Linked DNA regions of Mus musculus: region 1 is linked to region 2. Evidence: chromatin contacts called from public promoter capture Hi-C data. All regions are on one chromosome and are shown on one strand. Each heading gives the region's core, a stretch centred on a gene start, on an enhancer-like site or on the middle of the called end of the contact. The rest is flanking DNA. Distances are from core to core; before and after follow the strand shown.

Region 1 (7,626 bases), core at 406-2,905, 2.9 Mb after region 2:
AGACTGTGAAAGCCTAGGACTATTTTGGTATAAGGCAGGTCTTTCTGTTACTCAAACTAGAGCTGTCTAAACTAACTTGTGTGTGCTCTCTGGTTTAAGTCACCTAGTTTCGTTACAATTACCTTGTGTCATACCTCTTAATACAAGTTGTCAAGGAATTTCCATAATTTAAGCTTTTCGAAAAAAGAGTAGACTCGACAAACCCAAGGCCTTAAGTAAAATAGTAGGCATTTTAGCCCACTGATGCAAATACAACTGCTTCTGGCGAACTGAATATACTCAAAGTTCAGGTGAAGTCAACTCACAGCCTCTAGGAGGAAACAGGTTCTTTAAAAAAAGGCTGACGCTGCGGCTTCGGCTCCCGAGCTTTTGCAACATTTGCGTTTACGACCTGTCGATCTATCACGTGAAGCAAAAGGGCAAATCTAAACAGCACTACTGGGGCCATTCACAACCTCACGCAAGCAGAGCAGGCAAACTGGCAAGAGGGGCCTTCGCCTAACTTTCTTTCAGTGAATGAAGACAACCAACCCAGCAAACGCAAATATACCAGCATCCAGACCAAAATAAATAACTGGGGATTTCTGTCACCTCCTCTTCATCTTTAATTTTTCTTAACGTCATCCACAGAAATAGGGTTTGTTTGCCTAGGAACACCGCAGACACTCGCAGCCCAAGAGGCAAGGGTGGCCACGTACTTTCCTGGGCCTGCCTCACAAGCGCCCCCCCCCCCCCCCAACCAATGACTCGATTGTTTCGCCCCGTGTGTGCCTCCATTACACCGTTTAAGCCGGAGCACGTGATCTAGGAGCGCAAACTTGCTACACTTTACACACTTCCCTGAGCCGGGCCACACTTGAATCTAAACAATTCCCAAAGGAGAACCGAACGTGCCCGATGCTGGATGACAGTCGCTCAGGTCTCGCCCTGGGGAGAGCCAGTTCCTACCCCTGCTGGCTGACAGCAGCTTACCCATTTGTCCAAGGGGACCTGGGCAAGGGACCCGGTGCCCTGGTACAGATCCAGGCTCAGCTGCTCCAGGCTCAGCTTCTCCTGCAGGAAGTGGCCCAGGTACCTCTGTAGGAGGTAGCGACAGGCCCTCTTCTTGATGGATTCTGAAAATGGCCAAGGCATGGTGAGGGCTGGCGGCTCGAGGGAGCCGGGGCTGCACGCGGCGGCGACTCGGGGGATCCGACCTGGGCTCCAGGCAGCGGCAGCGCCTCAGGGTCGGCCCGGCGGCGTCCCCAAGCCGCGGTGGGGATCTAGGTTCGCGGTGGCCGCTGCATGTCGGTTCGGCGCCGCCGTCCCTCAGGGCAACCCCATGGCCCGCGTCGCGACGCTCGCACTAGGCCCGGCGGGGACTGGGCGCTGAGCAGAACCGGGCGCCCCAAGCCGGGAGCTTCCGAAGCGCTCCGTCGGTAGGGAGACAGAGGGACAGACAGAGAGGGCTGGCGGCTGAGGCGAGACAAGACTCCGACGCGGCGCGACTAATTTGTTGTCATCTACTGGGCGCGCTCCCGCCTGAGACACGCTCCTGGCGCGTTCGCGAGACCCAGACTCCCGGCACGTACTCGAGCAACGGGCACAAGCGGAAGTGACGCCATATTGCGGGGCTGGAAAGGCAGGAAAAAAAGAGTCCGGGCCGGAGCATTTCCGGTGGTGAATGGGCGGGGCAACTGCGGGGGCGGGGGTGGTGCCGGCGCCGCGATCCTGGCCCCAGCAGTCTCCGGACGAGGAAGGATAAGAACATGGGCGCTCGCAGGTGAGTGGGCGGGCTGGCTGCGGCCCGTGGAGCCTCACCTTGCAGTCGCGGCCGGGTGGTGGGCGCCGGCGGACGCCCGGACTAGGGCTGACGGAGGTCTGGGGGCGGGTCCGGCCTGGGCTGTCCTGCGGGAAGTGATGCGGGGATGCAGGGCGAGGACTGGAGACCCGGCGTTTCTGTCCGGGTTCTGACCGATGCCTATTGTCATCAGGTTGCCCCCCCCCCCACCCCCTTGCCGGCTTTGTTTGCAAAGCATCTAGTAGTTTGCCGTTTGCAGAGCGCCACGCCGACGACCAGGAAACTTGGGATCGGGGCGATTGCGGGCAGTACGGTTTCCTCTGTTAAATCCTGGCGCTTCCCGACCCGCTGAGGGGCTGCTGCCTCCTGGAAGACTTTGTGCTCTCCGCAGGCTCTGCGCAGCCCGATTTTTATCTTTTAGGGAGACAGTCTGTGAAGAGGCGCAGCTGGCTCCTTAGGAGGGCAGCCCCTAAAGGCCCGGAAGTCTGCTGTCCTGGGTTAGATTCCTGACACTTGACACTGGGCCACCTTGAACCTATGCTACCCTCTCTGAGCCTACATTGCCACCTCAGCCAGGTGTGAGCAGATTAATATCATAAACTCGAAAATTGAGGCAAATGAAATGACGTGTGCCGGGAAGGAACCTAAACCGAGTCCTGGATTGAGGAGACCGAATTAAGGAATTCTGGCCCGTGAATGGGGCATCCTCAAAATGGGTTCTTTTGGTTTAGTTGGATTGGGTTTTGAGACAGTCTCTCACTGGGTAGGTAGTTGAGGTTGACTTTGAACTTATGTGGCCCAGACTGCCCTAGAAATTAGGGTCTCCCAAATGCTGAAATGTCAGGCTTGCACCACCACACACCATTCGGAGTCTTTATGTGCTTTGTAAGAAAGGGCCTCTTATTTTTAAAAGATGATATTTTAGTTGGAGACTTGGAGGTAGAAAGATACATGAACGTCTGAGTTATTTTTCAGATAAGAACACCACCTGCAAGGCTTACCACATGCGTAATGCTTGGTAAGTACCAGGAATTTGAGGAGGGAAGACAGGAAGGAGTGTAGCCATCGCAAGGAATGATGGAACTTTTGCTCTGGGTGAAATAAAAAGAAATGCTACATAATCTGGCCTAAGACTGCTAACTACAGTGTTGCTAATAGTGGAATGTTGGGCTTAGAAGACCAAAGGTGAAAACAGCCAGGGCAGTGCTGAAGGACAGAGCAGTAATCCAAATTCTGTGGTTTGGCCTGGAGGAAAGCCCTGAAGACTAGAACCGGTTGGGTCTAGGCATATTTTGACACTAATAAGACATGCTTACCCGGCATCAGGTACACAGTTTTATCCCAGCACTAGAGAAACAGATGCAGATGGCTCTCTCCTTAAGTTGAAGGCCAGCCTGGTCTACATGGGGAGACCCTGGCTCAAAGAGACTCTGAACCTTACAAGTAAATAATGACAGTACTCTCTGTACTATAAACAGAGCTGGGTGGGAAGTCCCAGCAGGACCTTGTGTATCAGGCTTTAGGAGGTTTGAACTGGACTTTAGGCTCTGTTTGGTGACTGCTTGATATGGTTTCCTGAACACAGTATAAAATAGCACAAGCTGTCCAGAGGATGCCTGCATCTCCAGATACCGAAGGAAGAAAGTGAGACTCCCACAAAGCAAGCGTACTGCACCAAAAGTGTTAAGGGTGTTGCCTTGAACACTTATACTTTCTAGGAGAAATTTAGCATAGTTAAGAGTTGAGAACTGTCATCACACCTTTAGCGGAAGTGGGATTCAAACTCCCAAGTCACAGGGCTCTTTTAATGTTTATAAAAGGCGGGTTCCTAATGCAGAATGCTGGCACCTTAGCATTAATTGAATAAGATGAAGATAATTACCCAACCAAGTACAGTCAACTTTGTAAAAATTATAAAGGAATTCCCAGTGGCAGCTTGGTATATCCCAGAAACCAAGGACGTTGAGTCAAAATAATAATCCTAAACAGGAATTCCCACAGTCCATTGTGATCGTGTTGATTGTATTGAAGACTTAGCTGGGAGGGGCCGGTGGAGCACACCTGTAATCCCAGCACGTGGGAAGTCAAAGTGCAAGGATCAAGAGCTCCAGGTCATCCCTGGTTACAGATCAGGTTTGAAGCCTGGCTGGGTTGCCCTGATCCTGTCTCAACAGCAAAAGACCACATTCCAATGACATGGCTCAGCAGACAAAGTCACTGCTGCCTTGCCTGATAACCTGAGTTCAGTTCCCCAGGACCCACATGATAGGAGAGAGCCAAGCTCCCCCAGTTGTCCTCTGACCTCTGCATGAACACCATGGCATGTGCACACACACACACACACACACACACACACGTATATAGACGTAATATATATATATATATATGATTTCAAAAAGAGTCGTACATTGAGAACAGGAGCACAGTGTCGAGGCTGCCACGCCCCAGCAGAGGCCATCACTGCACCTGTGCACCTCTTAGGGTCTGGAGCTGCCTTTCTCCTTTGAAGGGATTTTCAAGCATGATGGGCCCAGCTTTCGGGAGGCAGAGGCACGAGGATGGCTCATTCAAGGAAGGCTACCCTCAGCTACATAATGAGACTTAATAAAGAAACAAGACAAAAGGGGGTTAGGGGACTGGAGAGATGGCTCAGTGGTTAAGAAAAGCACTGACTCCTCTTCTGACGGTCCTGAGTTCAAATCCCAGCAACCACATGGTGGCTCACAACCATCTGTAATGAGATCTGACGCCCTCTTCTGGTGTGTCTGAAGATAACTACAGTATACTTACATATAATAAAAAGAAAGAAGACCAAGGGGACTGAAGATCTGTCTCAGTGGTTAAGAGTACTTGCTGATCTCCAAAGAACCCAGATTAATCCATCGCTGCATCTGTGTCAGGTGGCTCAGATGGTTGTAACACCTGTTCCAGAGGTTCTGGCCTCTGGATTCAGAGGGCACCAGTACTTACATGCACATACCCACACACAAACACATATACACAAATAATTTAAAATAATAAAAGTAAACTTTGAGAACAAATAAGGCCGCACACCTTGCTTCATTGCACCCCATAGGCAGAGACTGGCTCGTTCTATATCATGAGTACCAGGCTAGCCAGGCTACATAATGAGATCAAAATGAACAACAAAACCTGAATATGGGGCTAGAGAGATAGCTCAGAGGTTAAGAACCACTGGCTGCTCTTCTAGAGGACCCAGGACTCAGCCTCCATTTGGCATTTCACAACATTCACATTTCACAACAGTCTGTAACTCGAGTCTGCAGGAATCCAACACCCTCTTCTGGCCTCTTCAGGAACATATGTGATAAACAGACATACATACAAGCAAGGCACCCGTATACATTAAGTAAATAAATTTCTTTTTAGTTTTTTTTTTTTTTTTTTTTTTTTTTTGGGGTTTTTTGGTTTTTCGAGACAGGGTTTCTCTGTATAGCCCTGGCTGTCCTGGAGCTCACTTTGTAGACCAGGCTGGCCTCGAACTCAGAAATCCGCCTGCCTCTGCCTCCCTAGTGCTGGGATTAAAGGCGTGCGCCACCACGCCCGGCTTCTTTTTAGTTTTTAAAAAACAAATTTATAGTGTGTGTGTGTGTGTGTGTGTGTGTGTGTGTGTGTGTGTGTCTCAAGCCTGGGACCTCATGCATACATTCAACACTTTGAGCTATATGCCCATCCCTAGGAACGTTTTGTTTTGTTTTGATACATTCTCATCACTATGGTTGATCTAGTGCTTGCAATGGGGCTCTAACTCTCCATGTGCCTTGTGCCTCTGAGTGCTAGGTTTATGAGCAGGTGCCCCAGTGCACCTGGCCCCAACATAGTTCTTGAACTTGCTAAACACTCTGCTCTGTTTACCCTGTCTAGGCCTGTCAGCACTAACAATAGCTTCACATGAGATAGAAGGAATGGGGACCATCTTGTCTGGGTCCCAGAGCACCCAACAGAGGTTCCTACCCGACTGGACTTCAGGAGAGCCCACTGAGCACTGCACACTGCCACTGGCGCGTGTTGAGAGAATTTTTCCAGATTTCTGTGTAAGATGAGCACAGGAGGCATTGAGCTACACCATCCCGGTGGCTGCCTGACAGTTGTGGTGTCGACTAAAAGGCCACACTTGCTTTGAAGGGAGTGTTTGGCATCCGGCCCTGTCAGGAGATACCTATCTGTTACTACATCTCTTCAGCTCCGCTGCTCTGGATTCCCGACGCAGCAAAGCAAAGTCTAGTAAAGTAAGAAGTAGGGAAGGAAATATCTGGTCGGCAGTATCTGATAATATCAGGAATCACAAAGTCACCAACGGACGGAGAAAGCGGGGCCCTGAGTCACCTCTGTGGGTGTCCTGAAGGTTCCTTTCTGGGCACCTCATGAAAACAAATGCAGTGTTTGAGAATAACACATGCACTTGAGGAGTTTCAGTGTTTGAGCTCGCTGTGGTGGAGCAGCAATGGAAGGCTTAAAGGGCAGTGGTGATATTCCCCTAAAATTATTATGTGCAGTGAGTATTTTACCCGCATGATGAATGTGCACTGTGTGTGCCTATTGTCATGTGGGTGATGAGACTCGAACCTGGGTCTTCTGGAAGAGCAAATCTTAGAATCTCACTTACAATGTCTGGTTTTGAAGCCTACAATGTCTCTACTTATAGTTTTGAAAACATCTCAGAATAGCACCCTGCATATCTTCACCCTAGCTTCTCCTTGGTCAATAAAACTCAATGCAGTTCCCTTGGCTTGTTTTCAGCACTGACGAACGTGTGTGTGTGTGTGTGTGTGTGTGTGTGTGTGTGTGTGTCATTGTTGAAGTACAGAGTGGCTTTACAGGGTATAGGTAAAACAGACAGTTGCCAGGCATGGTGGTGCACGCCTTTAATCCCAGCACTTGGGAGGCAGTGGCAGGTTGGATTTCTGAGTTCAAGGCCAGCCTGGTCTACAGAGTGAGTTCAGTTCACAAGTGACTGACCTAAAATCTTGAACTTCCAAAGTGTATATGTGGGACCACAGCAGTGATTCATTGGTTACAAGCACCGGCTGTTCTTGCAAAGACCTGGGTTGAATTCCCAGAACCCATTTGGCAGTTCACACCATCTGTATCTCAAGTTCCAGGGAAACTGATGTCCTCTTCTGGCCTTGGTGGTCACTGCATATACATGATGCACAGGCAAACACAGACGAAGCACCCATACATATAAAATAAAATTTAAAAAAAGTTTTAAGTGTAGAGGAATTTTAATTCAGCAACATGACTGCTCTGGCAAAGGATCATGTCCAAAGACCTTGTAGGTCTCTGTGTTCCATCTGGAATACAAGCGCTCTGTTAACCCCAAAAGACAGATGGTAGGAGATCTCTTGAGTTCAAGGCCAACCTGGTATAGAAAAAGTTTCAGGTAAAGAAAAGCTTAAGTCCAGGTATGGTGGTACCTGCCTTTAATCCTACCACTGAGGAGACAGAGGCATGTGAGTTCAGTCAGTCTGTTGAGTTCAAATCAGTTGATTTGGTGCAGTTGAGATTTAAGGAGTTGAGAGGTTGAGAGGGGTTGCAGTTGAGTGCAGATTGGGGACCTGAGTTATGTCAGTTGAGGCAGTTGTGTTCAGTGAGTCAGTGCAGGTCAACTGAGGCAGCTGAAGCCAGAGAATAAAAAGCCAAGTGATTAGAACAGATTGTTAGAGTTAGTTTAAGGCTAAGAGCAAAAAGTCCAAAGCTGAGAGAAGCCGGTTTGACTCAGTTGGCTTGGAGAAGAGTTTGAGACAGATCAGCTGCATTGAACCAGCCAGCCAGAGTTCAGAAAGAGCTAGAAAGGGTGAGCTCGTTCAGCAGGAAGCCTGAGA
Region 2 (6,770 bases), core at 2,976-5,475:
AAACAAAAGAGTTCACTCCCAAACTTTTGTTGTACTTTTCTTTGTTAGAAACAAGGAAGTTTGCTCTGTGATGAACTTGTTCCAATCAAACAAAAGAAATGAGTTCCCCAACTAGAGCACAGGTCTTCTGTAAGTTCCAGCAGGTGATGAAATGGCAGCGCTCTGCTATCTTGGCTTTTTGTTTTGAGGCAAAGTCTTGACATGCAGCACACAAGCTGGCCTCCAACTTTGAATTCTCCTGCCTCAGCCAGTGTAATTAACTGGGATTACACATATGCATCATCACACTCAACCTAGCAGCAGTCTTAATGTCCTAACACTATTGTTAAGATGCTGGCTTTGGACGTTTTGCAGATGGTCCATCTGAGTTAGTTCTACCAGAGTTATTTTCATCTTCTGCATCATCTTCATCATCACCTTTTAAAAATAAATGTTTGTTGTATGACATTATGTTTAGTGGATGAAGAAATACAAATAGGTAAAGGGACTGATCTGAGACCATTTCCCTTTGGGGACTCACAAACCAGACATACATGACAGTTTATAAATGCTAGGGGTGGGGCCAGTAGGACTGCTCAGTGGGTAAAAGTGAATGCAGTACAAGTTTGGTGACCCATGTTCAATCCCTTGAACCCAATAAAAAGGAGAGAGCCCACTTTACATATGCAACATGCTACCCATATACATTTAAAATAAGTGAATTTTTAAAAACTTGAGGAATTTGTTGAGTGTGATAGCCTTTAATCTTAGCCTTTAGGAGGCGGAGACACGCAGAGATCTCTCTCTAAATTCAAGTCCAGCCTGATCTACATAGTAAATTCCGTGGGAGCCAGGGCTACACAGTAAGGACATGTCTTAAAAACAAAGTAAATGTATACCTTTCATTATAGCACTTGGCAGGAAGCAGCAGGCAAATCTCTGAGTTCGAGGCCAGCCTGTTAATAATGTAATGCTAAATGCTGGCCCCCAAAGTCTTGTTGCCCCAGGGATGAGAGAATCCTCACATATATCAAGTAATGATATGTGACCCTGCTCCTTAATTTAAAACTATTGGTTGAATAAAGATGCCTATAGATGGATAGGAGAGGTAGGTATGGTTTCGGTTCTTGTGGATTGAAGAGAACCATGAAAAAAAGAAGATGGAGAGAAGACACCATGGGGTAGGTGAGTCATGAAAACATGGCCATGCCATGAGGACAGGCCAGTTGGAGTTAAGAGCTGCCCAGATAGAACACGGTAAGTTATAACCCGGGGTTATTTTGGGGGAAGTGGCTCAGAATAGCTTAGAAAGGAGATATTTGCCCAGCTCTAGTGCATTAAAACTGTATTATATCCCCGCACTCAGGAGGCAGAGGCAGGCGGATTTCTGAGTTCGAGGCCAGCCTGGTCTACAAAGTGAGTTCCAGGACAGCCAGGGATATACAGAGAAACCCTGTCTGAAAAACTAAAAACCAAAAACCAAAAAAAAAAAAAAACCCATATTATTACATATTATAAAACAGTAATAGAAGTCTTTTAATCTGAGAACTAAATGATCTAAGGTGGAGTAGAAACTCCTAATTTATTACAACCTATTGGCACCCAACATAGGGTATCATTTTGTAGAAGTCTGATTCCAGTTCCTCCTCCTAGACCAATGCTCCCAGAAATAAGACTCAGACTCAAAATATATATCCAAATACCTTGGCCATACAGCTAGGCTCTTCTCTAACTATATAATTAAGATAACCACTTTACACTTCCACCAACAATGTGGCCTGTCCTATCTTAGAATGACAAGTAATGTCAACTTGCCCAGCCCAGGTGAAAAGATATGGAGGGAAGCTTTTGTTTTTTGCCTGCTTGCCCTCACTGACTATCAAGTTCATCTATCCTGTTACTGAGAGGCCCAAGATACTCCTTTGTTGGTGTTAGAACCTACTCTTTAGGATTCCAACATAGACTGAAAACTGGCAGCTCTCTTAAGACTTTCCAGGAACTCCAGTACATGATTGGGACTGTTGAGACATCCAGTCTCATGGACCAAACAACTATCAGATGCTTAGCCTTTCTGTCAGGAGACTGCCAGTTTTGGGCTACTCAGATCACAGGCCATAAGCCATTCTAATAAATATCTTTATATCACACTTATTCTATCAGCTCTGCTCCTTTGAAGAACCGTGAATAATACATCTAGCTAATACTTTTTATTGTTTCTTTAAAAAAATTATTTATTATATGTAAGTACACTGTAGTTGTCTTCAGACACACCAGAAGAGGGCGTCAGATCTCATTATGGATGGTTGTGAGCCACCATGTGGTTGCTGGGATTTGAACTTGGGACCTTTGGAAGAGCAGTCAGTGCTCTTAACTGCTGAGCCATCTCACCAGCCCCTTATTGTTCCTTTTAATGACAGCCAATAACTATATTATAAAGAATACGGAAGTTTAATCTCCTCTGCAGAAGAATTGACTCCTTAGCTCAGAACAATGAAACATCTATCTTGGTGTTCAATTCAAGATTAGAAATAAATGTAACAACAGTGGAGTGTGGTGGCATATTTCTTTAATTCCAGCACTGCTGAGGCAGAGTCTGGCAGGTCTCTGCAAATCCAAAGCGAGGCTGGTTTAACCGTTACATGGTGACAATGTCTACAAAATAATTTTATTCCTATTAACAGAGCTAGGGCTGGAGAGATGGCTCCGTGGTTAAGAGCACCACCTACTTTTCCCCTGCATGTACGAGGCACCCTCTTGACTATCTGTAACTCTGGTTCCAGGGGATTTGATGCCCTCTTCTGGCCTCCGAAGGCACTGCACATAAGAGGTGTACAGACAAGCATGCAGGTAAACATCCATCTTTAAAAGCAAACAAACCCCAAGCCACCAAAATTAACAGTTAATTTCTACAACAGGAGAGGGGGTGAGAGAAAGTAAGAGGACGGGAAGGGCTGTAGTGCTTTCGGACATTATATAGCCCTTAAACTCTGGCAGCACAAGATGGCAACGTAAACATTCCATCAAGGAAGGGGGGGGCTCATGAGGCGCCACCCCTCTCAGAGGAGCGGTTGGCGGTTAATGGGGGGCGGGGGAGTCATTGTTTTTCTTCAGTGGTCTAGTCACTGCTGTGTTGCCCTAGTTCCAGTAAATATCATACAAATATCCTTAAATAAATCCAGTGACAAAAAAAGGCCGGAAAGAAAGGCGAGGAGCCCTGTCGAGAAGGGTTCAGCGGGGGATAGAGACCATGACCTGAATGCATTAATACATGAATGAAACGATCAATTAATTTAAGAATACCAAAAAGCTAAACTAAAAAGAACTCTTTTACTTTCGAAACAATAGCTACAAAACTGAGAGGGTTAAGATTCCCTAAAACAAAGTGGGCCTCGGTCATTCGAAGCTCTCCTCATTCTGTCAAACACGTTTTCTCGTTTCTAATTTCACTCCTTTCCGTTTTTCAACAACCAGGTCTACCTTCCCGCCCTTTCGGGTCTTCGTGCCAGCTAGCAATGGTTACAGACCGCCACTTTCTCTGCCTATCTTAATCCTTTGCGTTCTTTGCAAGGGAGTCAAGCTGACTTCGTCCGTTGACCAGTCCCTAGTCCAACGCTCGCCACGGTTTTTTTTTTTTTTTTTGGTGGGAAAAGTCGCAAAAACGGGGGGCGGTGGGATATCAGACAAAGAGGGCAGCGAGTTCTAAGGATTTTTAGAAGCGATTGCTCCTCTTCTCCGGGGCTCGCCTTCTCTAGCCTGCCCTTCACACTGCCCGGTCCCGCCAGTGTCCCCCGGCGCCCCGCCCCCGCGCTCACCATCCAAAGCGTCGTCCGGATCTTCCGCCAAGCCTTGCGCGTCCTGCTCCACTAGGGTCCCGAAGAACTCCGCTACCAACTCCTTCATCCGGACCACGCCCGCCGACAGGCTCTGGAGAGGGTCCGCGTCTCCCGACGCCTCACAGGACACTCGTAGCCGCTGCGGCTCCCCGTCACAACCGACGTACTCGCCCGAAAGCTCCATGGCGACCACTCAGCTTCAACAGCGCGCCTCGGAGAAACGCCACCCGGAAGCGGAAGCCAGCCTGCGGCCGGGGCGGGCGGGAGAGGCGAGGAGGAGGAGGAATGACTTCCGATTTCCCGAAATTGGCCCGCCCATTTTCTTCCGTGTCCTTCCTTAGGATTGGCTGTCTGGTGCTCGGGCTCCGCCTCCTCACGGGGCCCCGCCTTCTCGCGACGCCCCTGGCGGCGGCCACTTTTCCCGCCTCCTCCTGGGCCCACGCAGCGGAGCCCGGTGACAGTTGAGGATGGCCGGAGCCGAGAGCCCCACCGAGTGCCAGGCGGAGCTGGAGCCCGTGGTGTCGCTGGTGGACGTGCTCGAGGAAGACGAGGAGTTGGAGAATGAGGCGTGCGCCGTCCTGGGCGGCAGCGACTCGGAGAAGTGCTCCTACTCGCAGGTGCGCGCGGCCCGGCTGCTCCCGCCGTCCTGTCTGTTTCCCGCTGGCCGCGGCCGGGCCCACTCACGGCGGCCCTTTACTCTGTGCTTCTACAGCCCCGGCCCGGCTGCCATTTCATCCTCAGCTTGTCGCCACCAGGGCTGTCCCTCGGTTCCGCTGATGGTACACTGCAGGCTCCGGTCCTCCAGTTGTCGCCTCTTGGTGGCCTGCTTTTCACGAGGTTGTTCTCGTGATCTCTCAAACCCAGATATTCTTCGCTCCACTTCTCCCACCGCCCAAGAATCTTAATTAGGGACCAGATGGGGAAAAGTAAAGGGAAAGTGGGCCGGCTTTGAAAATCTTCCGGTGAGGTTCGGCTTCCGGACACTCCTGTAGTCTAGTTTAACTGCTAGCTGCCCCCACCTCACCCCCTTTCTGGTTAAATGAAGTTTCGTGTGTATGTGCTATGTGACATCCCCTCTCTCTGGGGACTGGAAAGCCAAGAGGAGAAAAGGATCTGTTTGGCATTTGTGGGACCTTTTGAACGAGAGAGTTTGAGGGGCTGAGATGTAGTGTTTAGTGACGCATACTGTACATTTAAGTACTAACGTGGAAAAGGGTGGGTAGGAAGGAAACTTAACAACAAGGATGAGAATTGGTGGAAGGAAACAGGCTAACTATGCCCATGGGTGGAGTGGGAGACTGGGGTAGGAGTGAAGGGACTTGGAGTTATGGTGTGGCGTGGACTGAAGTCATAATACTAGTTGTCTTCGTTGACCAAGTTGGGTTTGCACTGTAAAATTGTTGAATAAATCTTGTATCCCAGAAGTAGTCACAGCATGGTCGCTGGTATTTAAATTTGGAGGATCATTGTTAGGTTTCAAACCCTGGACTCTGCTGTTGTGCCTATTTAACATATCAAAGCCGATGGTGGCCTCCTGGTTCTCCCTGCCCTTCTGTCCCTTCCGGGACTCTCCTGGCAGACATACCCAATCCACTTTCCCAGACTTCTCCAGCCCAGGAGCCGGGCTACCCTTCCCCCAGCTTCCCTTCCCTAAATAATGCAGCCGTTTTGTTTATGCAGCTCTCTTGGGTCTCCTGGCTGTAGCACCTGGCTCCCCATCCCTATCCCCTACCCTTCCTTGCTCTTCTCCCAGGGCCCAGTTCAGAATCTTTAGCCTCTGGACTCTCCTAAAAGTCCTTGCCTCCGAGCTCTTCCTTTTATAGTAAACTTTTTCCTTCAACCTCCCAAGGAACAGGCATGTCCTTTCCTTTTTATTTCTCTTTTTCATTGTGACCATTAAACCACACACCCACCCCTTCATTGGAAGAAAGAAAGAAAGATCCTAAGTCTGTATGTAAGCTCTTTATTAATATACTTATTTTTATACAATACTAACTAAAATTGGGGGTAGGATCTTATGTCCCTCAGATCTGCCTTGAATTTTTGACTATCTTCACTTCCCAAGTGCTGCTGGTATTACAAGTGTGTACCACCATGCTTGGCTTAAAGTCTTGTTTCTGGTGAATTTTGTTTTTGTTTTTTGAGACAGTCAGATTGAGTGGTTCTAATTGGTCTGAAACTCACTATGTAGGCCAGGCTAACCTTGAACTCACAAGGATCCACCTCCCTCCCAAGTGCTAGGATTAAAGGCCTGGTCCTAAGTTTTTGTTTTTAAATAGTCATATCTCTATATAAGTATATCAATAATAATAATTATTTTCTTTTAGTTTTTTTGAGACGGAGTTTCTCTATGTAGCACTGGCTGTCCTGGAACTTAGAAATATGCCTCCCTCTGCCTCTCAAATGCTGGGATTAAAAGTGTGTACCACCACTACCACCTGGCAGTCTTTTGTTTTGTTAGATTTTCAAGTATTTGTGTGGCTATGTGCATGTGCGCACAGATGCTCTTGAGGGCAGAAGAATCTGATCCCCCTGGAACTGGAGTTGCAGGGGGTTGTGCGCTGCCAACACGGTACTAGGGACTCAATGCTAGTTCTCTGAGAGAGCAGTATGTGCGTTTAAGCTCTGGGCCATCTCTCTCTAACTCCAGGTTGATTTTAACAAGCTTGCTTACTGATGTGTGTGGGCACATGTACCACATAGCATATGCAGACAGGCATCAGGGAACAGCCTTATGGAAGCGGTTGTCCTCACCACCTCTGTATAGGTTCTGGAGGTGGACCGAAGGTTTCCGGGCTTACAGAGCCAGTGACTTTACCCACGGAGCTATCTCGCTGGCCCGGCAAATTCTTTAGTAAACTAGGAGCAGATTGAAATAGAATAGAAGTGTGTGTGGTAGTTCACTGGCAGGCTCAGTAAAGCATTTGCTGCACCAGTATGGACCTGTGCTCTGTCCCC

The links. Promoter capture Hi-C pulls out the DNA fragments that hold promoters and counts their contacts.
Region 1: a contact with region 2 is called in a promoter capture Hi-C map of pre-B cells. The contact joins the promoter of Gskip here to the promoter of Ubr7 in region 2. A contact is called at or near these places in 1 of 39 promoter capture datasets (pre-B cells) and 2 of 115 datasets of contacts at active chromatin or transcription factors (stem cell-derived neural progenitor cells and thymic regulatory T cells).

The regions. Positions count from the first base shown.
Region 1 is chr12:105,683,697-105,691,322 of GRCm38.p6, forward strand. Gskip (GSK3B interacting protein) reads left to right here and starts at 1,656. Exons shown (of 3, transcript NM_178613.3): 1 at 1,656-1,762. The coding sequence starts at 1,749. Atg2b (autophagy related 2B) reads right to left here and starts at 1,545. Exons shown (of 42, transcript NM_029654.4): 1 at 973-1,545. The coding sequence starts at 1,134.
Region 2 is chr12:102,753,750-102,760,519 of GRCm38.p6, forward strand. Ubr7 (ubiquitin protein ligase E3 component n-recognin 7 (putative)) reads left to right here and starts at 4,226. Exons shown (of 11, transcript NM_025666.2): 1 at 4,226-4,429. The coding sequence starts at 4,280. Gm20604 (predicted gene 20604) reads right to left here and starts at 4,061. Exons shown (of 2, transcript NM_001142939.1): 1 at 3,792-4,061. The coding sequence starts at 3,996. It overlaps Gon7 (GON7 subunit of KEOPS complex), which reads right to left and starts at 4,061. Exons shown (of 2, transcript NM_001142938.1): 1 at 3,792-4,061; 2 at 1-417. The coding sequence starts at 3,996. The coding sequence ends at 326.